Linked DNA regions of Triticum aestivum: region 2 is linked to region 1. The links are chromatin contacts, called in public Hi-C maps. All regions are on one chromosome and are shown on one strand. Each heading gives the region's core, a stretch centred on a gene start, on an enhancer-like site or on the middle of the called end of the contact. The rest is flanking DNA. Distances are from core to core; before and after follow the strand shown.

The links. Hi-C and Micro-C count contacts between places; a contact is called where the count stands out from the background.
Region 2: a Hi-C map of leaf shows a contact between it and region 1, with 3 times the contacts expected there. The contact joins two enhancer-like sites. A contact is called at or near these places in 2 of 5 Hi-C or Micro-C datasets (both in leaf).

Annotation. Positions count from the first base shown.
Region 1 is chr5D:220,718,112-220,722,570 of IWGSC CS RefSeq v2.1, forward strand. No RefSeq gene overlaps it. Among protein-coding and RNA genes, the nearest start is that of LOC123120219, 29 kb to the right of the region's middle. Within about 2 kb of position 2,915, at least 1 of the 8 cell types and tissues checked has an H3K27ac peak or open chromatin away from gene starts, as enhancers often do. A contact at or near this core is called in leaf, where this site is marked.
Region 2 is chr5D:220,941,062-220,945,448 of IWGSC CS RefSeq v2.1, forward strand. No RefSeq gene overlaps it. Among protein-coding and RNA genes, the nearest start is that of LOC123120222, 100 kb to the right of the region's middle. Within about 2 kb of position 2,335, at least 4 of the 8 cell types and tissues checked have an H3K27ac peak or open chromatin away from gene starts, as enhancers often do. A contact at or near this core is called in leaf, where this site is marked.

The DNA of each region.
Region 1 (4,459 bases), core at 1,665-4,164:
ACCATCCCGGGGTCCGGCCGGCGAATGGCGGCGGCGGCGTGGGGGTTGGCGAAGGGAGGCCTCCCGGCGGTGCGGTGGCTAGGGTTGCCCCGTGCCGTCCTCTGGACGATGCGGGGGTCTGTTTTCTTTTTCCACCTGTGTCATGTTTATTATCTATTCATGGATTAGATTAATTGAAAATATGATAATACTTAGTAATACAATGCATTAGATTCAAATTAATTGTCGCCATTTTAGTACAGCTTTACAATGGAGTAGTATAATATTGCACGCTCGTGAGGGCGTGTGTGACAGTTGTTATTCGCACCATAGGGCTTGTTTTTCTTGGTGAAAGGGAAGCATAAAACCATCAGCGCGTGAGAGCGTGTGTGACAGTTGTCACATCATAACAGCTAACTATCATCTGTATTGGCCGACTAGCAACGTCGGCACCGGACCACGTATCCGCATACCGTATTCTATCCTGTATTTCCAGCGACGTGGATTTGTGATATCAGGCGACGCACGCACGCACGCCCACACGCCGTCGCGTCTTGCTTTTCTCTTGCCTGCACGGACAAATGTGACGGATCGATCAGAGATTGAGACGAAGAACCGAGACGCGTGAGATCCGTGTTACTACGAGTTGTGCCCATCAGAGTGACCGTGACCCATGAATCCCGTCGCCGTCGTCACGCCCGGGCAGAAATCCATGAATCCGTCTCGACGCAGACATGGCCAAGACCGGGTTTGAGTGAGAGCAGCGAAGTAGCGGACGAGCTCGCTTGCTCCCGCTTCGTGTACGAATAGAACAAGGACGCGTCTCAGCGTGTATTGAATGCGATTGTGTGAGGCAGTAGGAAGGAATGTAGCGCTGAACAGTGCAATACGGAGAGCCGGCCGTTTGATTTGACAATGTCGTGACGGCAGGACGTACATCTGTTCCAATGGTACATGACGCATCTATCGGCCCGTAACTTATCGCAGCGCTCGGGTCTATCACAGAAACGGCGAGTCCATGTGTAGTTCCTGCCGCCACGTATTGCACATGCACTACTGATGGCCTCACGTATGCGTTTGCTCCGTTTGACCACTCTGAAAATGACTGTTAAATTGAGAGTTAACCTGGCTAAGCCTGAACTTTTCTCTTTTAGACACGATGAACTAGAAAACAGACCTTCATTAATATTACCGGAGTACACATACAGAATACACCATAACAGATTCTCAAAAAAGAAATACACCACATAACAGTTAACTTGATGGCGCCAAAAGTACGTCATTTGCGACTAAATAGCTGCTTCCACACCATTTGCTACTTGACTGCTAAACACACACATCGCACATCGTGAACTTAATTTACAGGTACAATGCGTACGCCATTTGCGACGAGCTACATAATACCTCAGTTTGCTAATGATACCTAATCCAGCACGACGCATGAAAACATTGGCCACAACTAGTGGGAAACGCTTTGTATCTATAGTTTGCTAAGACTCCGGCGTCAGACCATACCTTCGTCATCGATGTAATGGAAATCCGACACTCCAAATTTGTCCTTCTTTTGTAATTATAGCAAAACTATCCGTGCGTTGCAACGGGAAAACAAAAATCATAATGTCCAATGGCCATGACCATATTTTGCTTCATCACCGAGATACACTATCACTCTCATTTTTGTAAAATCGTGAATATTTTTTGAAAATCATGAACTTTTTTTAAACTCATGAACATCTCCGAAATCGTGAACATATTTTACAGATTTTCAAACATTTTCTAAAATCATGAACATTTTTTGAATTTGATGGTTCCACTCTTCCTTTTGCCATCAAAGTCAAAAGTTGGGCCACCAATCAGTATGGAAGAGAGTGAAAAATGCTTAGACAATCTAGACCTGGACGGATGTGCGACCACTCTCGGTTGTGATTTGTATTGTGTCGTGACAACAAAAACATATAATTCATTCATGTTGTTCGAAGCAACTTCTATGGAAGCAAATTGTATTTCTTCTGAAGCAAGTTCTAATTTATTAATGTTTGGTGGAAATAAATTTAATTTTGTTGGATGCACGCACTCGAAACAATCCTTTGGTCGCATGGAACATATTTTTGAAACTGAAGTTTTTGGAACTTCAGGGACAGTCAAAAACAAAAAATAAACCAAACTGAAGTTTTTGCAAGGATCTCCACAATTGAAAACAGCGTACGAAGCAAGCAAAAATAATCCTCGCGACTGAAAACTTTTTAGGAGGCAAAGAAAATTTTAGGAAGAAAACAATCCCGGTTCATACCAAATTTTTATAAGAAGCAACAATACTGGTTCGTACCAAGCAAAATATTTTTTGGAAACCAACGTTCTTGTTTAGTAAAATACAGCGTTGGAAGCAAACAAGAAAAAAATTCCACACGACTGAAAACTTCATAGGAAGCGAAGAAAATTTTAGGAAGCAAATGATCCAGTTCCTACGAAGCAAATCTTTTTGGGAAGCAACGATGTTGATTTGGAACCATTGTCCCTCACGATTGGAAACAAATAAAATGGCTTAATTAATCATTCCTAGATTTGGGAAGAAGTTGTTAGGAAAAAATAGGAAAGAAATTAATTGTAGTTAATGCCAAATCCCACCATTGGTACAGTGTCCAAACGCCATCGCTGAGCCTTTACATGTCTGTCTGCATGCACCGTATCTACGTTGGCTCTTCCATCCAGCTTATGCATTAAATGATCGGCGTAGGCACCCCTGAAATACCGCGGCCATCCCGCATCCCGTCAAGAGTGGACGCCTGGCGATAACGTGAGCATGCGAGCACGAGCACGCCATTGAATTTTCGGGGTTTGAGTCCTCTTTTGTCTCTGGACCTGCGAGGTGTACTAGTAGCCCTGATATTCTGATGTGGTGCTTCGACGGTCCGACTGACCACTTTTGCGGCTTGCCGTTAATTCATTTCAGCACGAGTAAAATATGCGGGGTTTCCTGCTACCAGCTTTACTGCAGCAGCTGTAGCCTCTGTGGGTACCTGAAGATTCCTTTCAGGCCAAAAACTCCAGTAGTGTTTTTCCTTTGTCTAAAAATCAAGAAAATATATTCACTCATTTACAGCATCTCCAAAACTCCAAATATATGTCATCATGGATAGCCTGGATACTGCCCCGACTAAAAAGCCATCCAATTGGACCCATGTATCCAATCGTATGTCTAGACGTTTTTGCGCTGTTTTTTATATAAATCAGCGATCGACATACAAGCAACCGTAAACAACAAGCCATCACCACACGCAACACATACACCCAAGTCAAGATACAAATTGCCGATGAACGGCAACACCACACAGTCACCCACCAAGCACATCATAGATGGACCAAAACGGAGACCTACAACCGTGAACTAGCCACATCGAAGAGGTGATAGCCCGACCCTCGCGTCGCCCGACCTGGGCGACACGGGGGATTCGAGCCACCGCCGGCCCGCCACCCCTCCTCCCGCCTACCTCGTGTCGCCGTCGCCGGAGGGCCGGCCGGCGAAGCCGCGCCGGGCCCTGGGATGGCGACAGCGGGGCCGTTCCCCCTGCTCAGCGGGCCTCCTGACCCGCCACATCCCCCAGATCCGTCCCTGGCGGCGCCAGTAGCCCCCACCGGCGGAGCCGGCCTCCCACGGCGGCTCCCGGCGGCTCTTCCTCAGCTTGCTGCTGCCGCGAGTGGCCTCGTCCCGGCTCGTGGCTCGTCGTCCCGGTCTGCCTCCAATTGGACCGGGGCCCTTCCCAGCCGTTGTGCTGCTCCCCAGCCGGCTTCCTCGCGGCGGGCGCGCCGTCCTTGTTGCGCCTCTCCTCCCCGGGACCCCACCCGGCGCGCCCTCCACCAGCTGCTGCACGAGCTTGCCGGCCGGCGGCGGTTCCGGCGCTCCTAGCGTTCTTCTCCGGCGGCCCTCCTCCTCCTTGAGCCATGATGACTGCTCTCGCTGGGACGTGGCGATGCATCTTTGGTTGTGGTAGACATGAAGCTCCTCGCGGCAGGTACCCGCTGGCACTGTTTCGGCCCCGACGGTTTAGGCCCGCGTCTCTCCGGTGTCCTTCGCTGCCGGTGTTCTTTGCCGGGCAGCTCCGGCCTCGGTCATCAGGTAGCTGCGTCCCTTCCAGCTTACCTGGCGCGCCGATGTCTCGACGGCTAAGGCCACGGTAGCTCGGATCTGCGTCTCTCCAGTCCTAGTTTGTCGGCGTTGCTGGACGTCGTCGTCCCATGCCCTCCGTGTGGCTTACTTCGTCGCCTGCCCTACCCCGGAGGTCTCAAAGCCTCCCCCTTTTGCCGGATCCAACGCTCGTGGGTGCGGAGGCGGTGCCACCGTCCGACGGCAAGTGCAGCCCCGCCAACCCCTTCCCGACATGGCGATTCCGACCAACGTGGACTTCCTCATCTTCGATTCCAGACTCGGCGGCTATGGGATTGCTCAGCTTCAGGCCAGGGAAAGATCCCTGCTCGGTTTACC
Region 2 (4,387 bases), core at 1,085-3,584, 220 kb after region 1:
CTGACGGAGAGAAAAATGGGAGGATGGAGACGCGGGGTCCAGGAGGGGTTTTGGGTGGGCTGGGGTGTCGAAGTCCTATGTGGCTGTTGTGCGGACTCCCATAAAGCCCTCCCCCTTCCCCGCCAATTTGTCTCGGGATTGCCAAAGAAAGTATGTCCGGACCGCTAGCGGACCGATACAGGCCCATGTTGGATGGCTCAACATGTCCGGACCACGCAGTTCGGACGGTTGCGGGCGGTTTGAGGATCTACTTTGGAGATGCCCTTACAAGGGAGAACTGCGCTTGGTGGTATGGAGTTGTCGATGGTTCCTTTGTGGGCTGACACCATCGTGGTCATTCCCGCATTCGATGAGTCTACCTGGCACGATGAGTCTACCTGGCACGAATGCGCTTTGAATGAGAAATAACCCCAAAAGAATAGCCTTGAGTCTAACTGCGATCATTTTGGATATGATCAAACTTGATCAAAGGCGCGCACGTATAACACACGCCTAGTTGATCAAAAGAACTGACTTAAGAAAAACACTCCCGTCCATCAACTTGAACCCCCCCCCCGGTCTGTTCGACTGTCTTATGCGCCCACCGTACGTCCCGGTGGGCATGAGCCTCTCTTCCCTGTGAAATCATCCATCCTTATCTCTTCTTCCCCGCCATCCATCTCTTGTCTTATGTCCACACATCATGGTGATCCGAGACACTACCGCCGTTGGGGGCCAACTGTGGAGACCTTGTTGCCACCGCCCTGTGTATTGCAGGAGTAGTGTTCTCCTTTCACCCATGTCTCGAATTTTGTCCCCGCCAAGATGCACGTGCGCGACGCCCACGGTTGCGTTTGCTGCACACCACCGACCATGCAAAGCCGATGCAACGACAGCGGGACAGTTGCAAGCCAGGGGGTCCTCGCCGTAGGTGCTTTGTGACGGTGGTCGTGTTGCAAGAGAGGACTCACGAGAGGTCCTTTGCAGCATGAATCGTGCTAGGACTCATTGAAGGTATTTCTACAACGAGCTTTGCAACACATGGACCGTGTTGAAACGAGGGGTTTGCAACATGGATCATATCGGAATGAAAGGCAAATAAGAGGGGCGATCACACGGTAGGACAGCTCGAGACCTAGACGACATTTCCCAAAGATCGGCCAGCCAATGCGGTAGCGCTGGCCATTGACTAAGACTACCCACAATGGGAGTAACATAGGTAGTAACATCACACATATCTAAATAACATAGATGATGTGGCAAGCAATAAATGAAGAAAGAGAGACATGTGGTAACATAGCTAGTTACTAGTAGTATGAGTAACATCACACATATCAAGGCAAGATGAGTCTATAGCCTAATAAATGAAGTGTTGCATGTTACCACACATATGTTACTCCCCACTAGGTTGGCCATAGTGGGGTAACATAAGTAGTATCATGCACTTGGGACTCGCAAACATGCTTATGTGGCAGGCAATTTAAAAAAAGAGATGGTTATAGTAACATAGGTAGATATCGTAACATAATAAATATGATGCTACTATGTGTCATGCATGGCAATAAATGAGACCACCTATGATACTAATCTATGATACTATGCATTATAGAGGTAGTAATATAGACTAGTAACATATGCATTGTGACGTGAACCCGGGTTAGTATGCCTATGTTACTAGTCTATGTTACTACCCATCGTGGCTAGTCTAAAAAATCGTCGATAAGAAGGTGAATGACTAAAGCGGGACACGTGTCGTGATGTGAACCCGGGTTAGTATCTTAGGTGGGCAGTGATTAAGTACATAAATAATGCTTTGACAGTGTTCTTCCACGTGTGCTGTGCAATCCCCGCCTCCAGCTGCTCGACACCTGGTACGCGTCACTTAAACAAGTGTGCTAATTTAGTCAAATCGAACCGCACAAACAGGAGTGCCCAGTGGTAGGACAATGGGATGGGATGCAGATGCAGGTTTCTCCATAATTAAGTACGAGTAAAATATTTTATTTTGGCCGGTGATGCCATCCTCCGCATGATAATAGATAAGTCAAACGAACTTCCGTGGACTAGAATAAAGGGATTCCTGATGGCTCGCGCACATGATGCCATGCTGATCAAGAAAGCATGCACGGCCACTAGAAAAACATGTAAATGCACCGGTGCAGGGGTCACTGGATAACAACTTAACGAGTCATTTTCTCAACCCGGAAATCGCCCGGCATCACCGCTGGACACGATACTAACGTCGCAGCAGCCGGCACCAGAACAACGCCGGCAGCCGGCAGGGCCTACGAGCCGGGGGCCATCGTCGATAGGAAAAGGCCGCGCGCGGCGTGGGTACGGTCGTGTACGCGGCCGTCCTGAGTCCACACCGGCCAGGGGAACGTCGTGATGGGTCAGGTGTCGTGCTCTGCTGCCGCGCCCACGTACGGAGGATGTCTCTTCACGACGGTGCGGACGCGTTGTATTTTGCGCGCTGGGTCGATGAGTACGGTGGACGGACTCTTAGAGCAACACCGGCAATTTCCCTAAAAAAGACTCTCAGAGAGTAAATTTAGGATAAGTTTCCAGAGAGAAACTTTTTGTCAACTCCTTGAAACTTCTTTTTTTAGAAAATTTTCTATCCATTAATCATTAACCATGGTAGTACAACTAACACTAGAAATAATAAAAATCGATCCGTAAGTCATCTAGCGACAACTACAAGCATTGAGCCGAACCGAAGGCGCGCCGCTGTCATCGCTCCTCCCTAGCCGGAGCCAGGCAAAACTTTTGTAATAGACAGTCGGAAAATCGTCGTGCTAAGGCCACCTAGGACCAACACACCATAACAGCAACCACATACTTTCGTGTGTAATGAGAAAAACATGTACACGAACATAGACGAACAACGATTAGATCCGAGCAAATCCACCAATGATAGATCCACCGGGGATGCACCTTCACAAGCCCACCGACCATGCTAGACGCACCATCGGAATGGAGGCTAAGCGGGAAGAACCTTATTCCATCTTCACGGAGCCGCCGCCGTCTTGCCTTCCTGAATAGGACACAACCACTAACAAAACTTGAAGAAAGATTTTAAAACGAAGCCCTCCCACCGGCACGCCCCCATGGTTCTAAAGCCACGGGCGACGAGGCAAGCCAACGGCAGCGCCGACGGGAGGCAGAGAAATCCTAACTCCTCGAAACTTCTTTCCCTATTTTCTTATTTTTATTAAACTTTTTCTAGCTAATGGCCTGGGTTCGGCAAGTCAGTGGTTGGGCAGGAGCACTGGGCTGGCGGTGTGGTAGTAGCAGCGAGTGGTGAGGCGGTGCGGTAGCGCGGCGGCGGCGAGGTGGCATGGGGACGGAGCGGCGGCGGTGCGGGATAGAGGGTGATAAAGTCTCGGGCGGTTTCTAACACGCCAAAACTTCAGGGGAAGGTCACCAGATGAAAGTCACGGCCGGATTTACTTAATCTGTCGAAGACGTTTTCTTGCCCATACTTCCCTAAATGATATTCTTAGAGATCTGTTAGAGTTGATCTTAGTGCGATAAGTTTGTCAGGTGGCTATATCAGCCACTTCCAACATCCCTCCTTCAGTATTTGTTATGGTTCATATTGTTTTTCTTATTTAGTCATTACAAATTTACAATAATAAATATTTTACCAACAGGATGCCATGAGCAGATTTATTTTCTAGCCAAGAACAATTTTATGTTATGCTTGTATTATTGAATACTCATCCAAAAGTCTAAATTGATGAAGTAAGGCGGGCAATATATTTCAACACCCCCCCCCCCCACGTCTAGGCTATGTTAGTCCTTAGACATGGGATCGATGTAGGCCGTAGAATCGTTTTTATTGAATATTGCGTTGGCAGGGTCTTCAAAAGACCACTTAGCTCTGATACCATATTGAATTCATGCTCCAGCCAGCTCATTCAAAAGTCCGAATTGATGGAGGGAGACAAACAATATATTTCAACATATTGAATTCATGCTCCAGCCAACTCATCCAAAAGTCCGAACAGATGGAGGGAGACGGGCAGTATATTTCAACACCCCCCCTCACGTCTAGGCTATTTTAGTCTTTAGACATGGGATCGGTGTAGGTTGCAGTATCTTTTTTTAATACTACGTTGGCAGGGTTTTAAACTCAAAACCTCTTGGCTCTGATCCCATATTGAATTTATGCTCCAGTCAATTCATTTAAAAGTCCGAACTGATGGAGAAAGACATGCAATATATTTCAATACGTACTTAGTTGTAGCTGCACCTGCAGTAGCGATTGACATTATCTTCAAATCTAACTATATTCTGTGCAGATGAAATCATGAGTTCAGTTTACTGCAGTAAAACATACCTCAGCAGTATTCAAGATTGTCATATCGTTGGACCATACTTGGATCTCGTGCAAGGTACGATC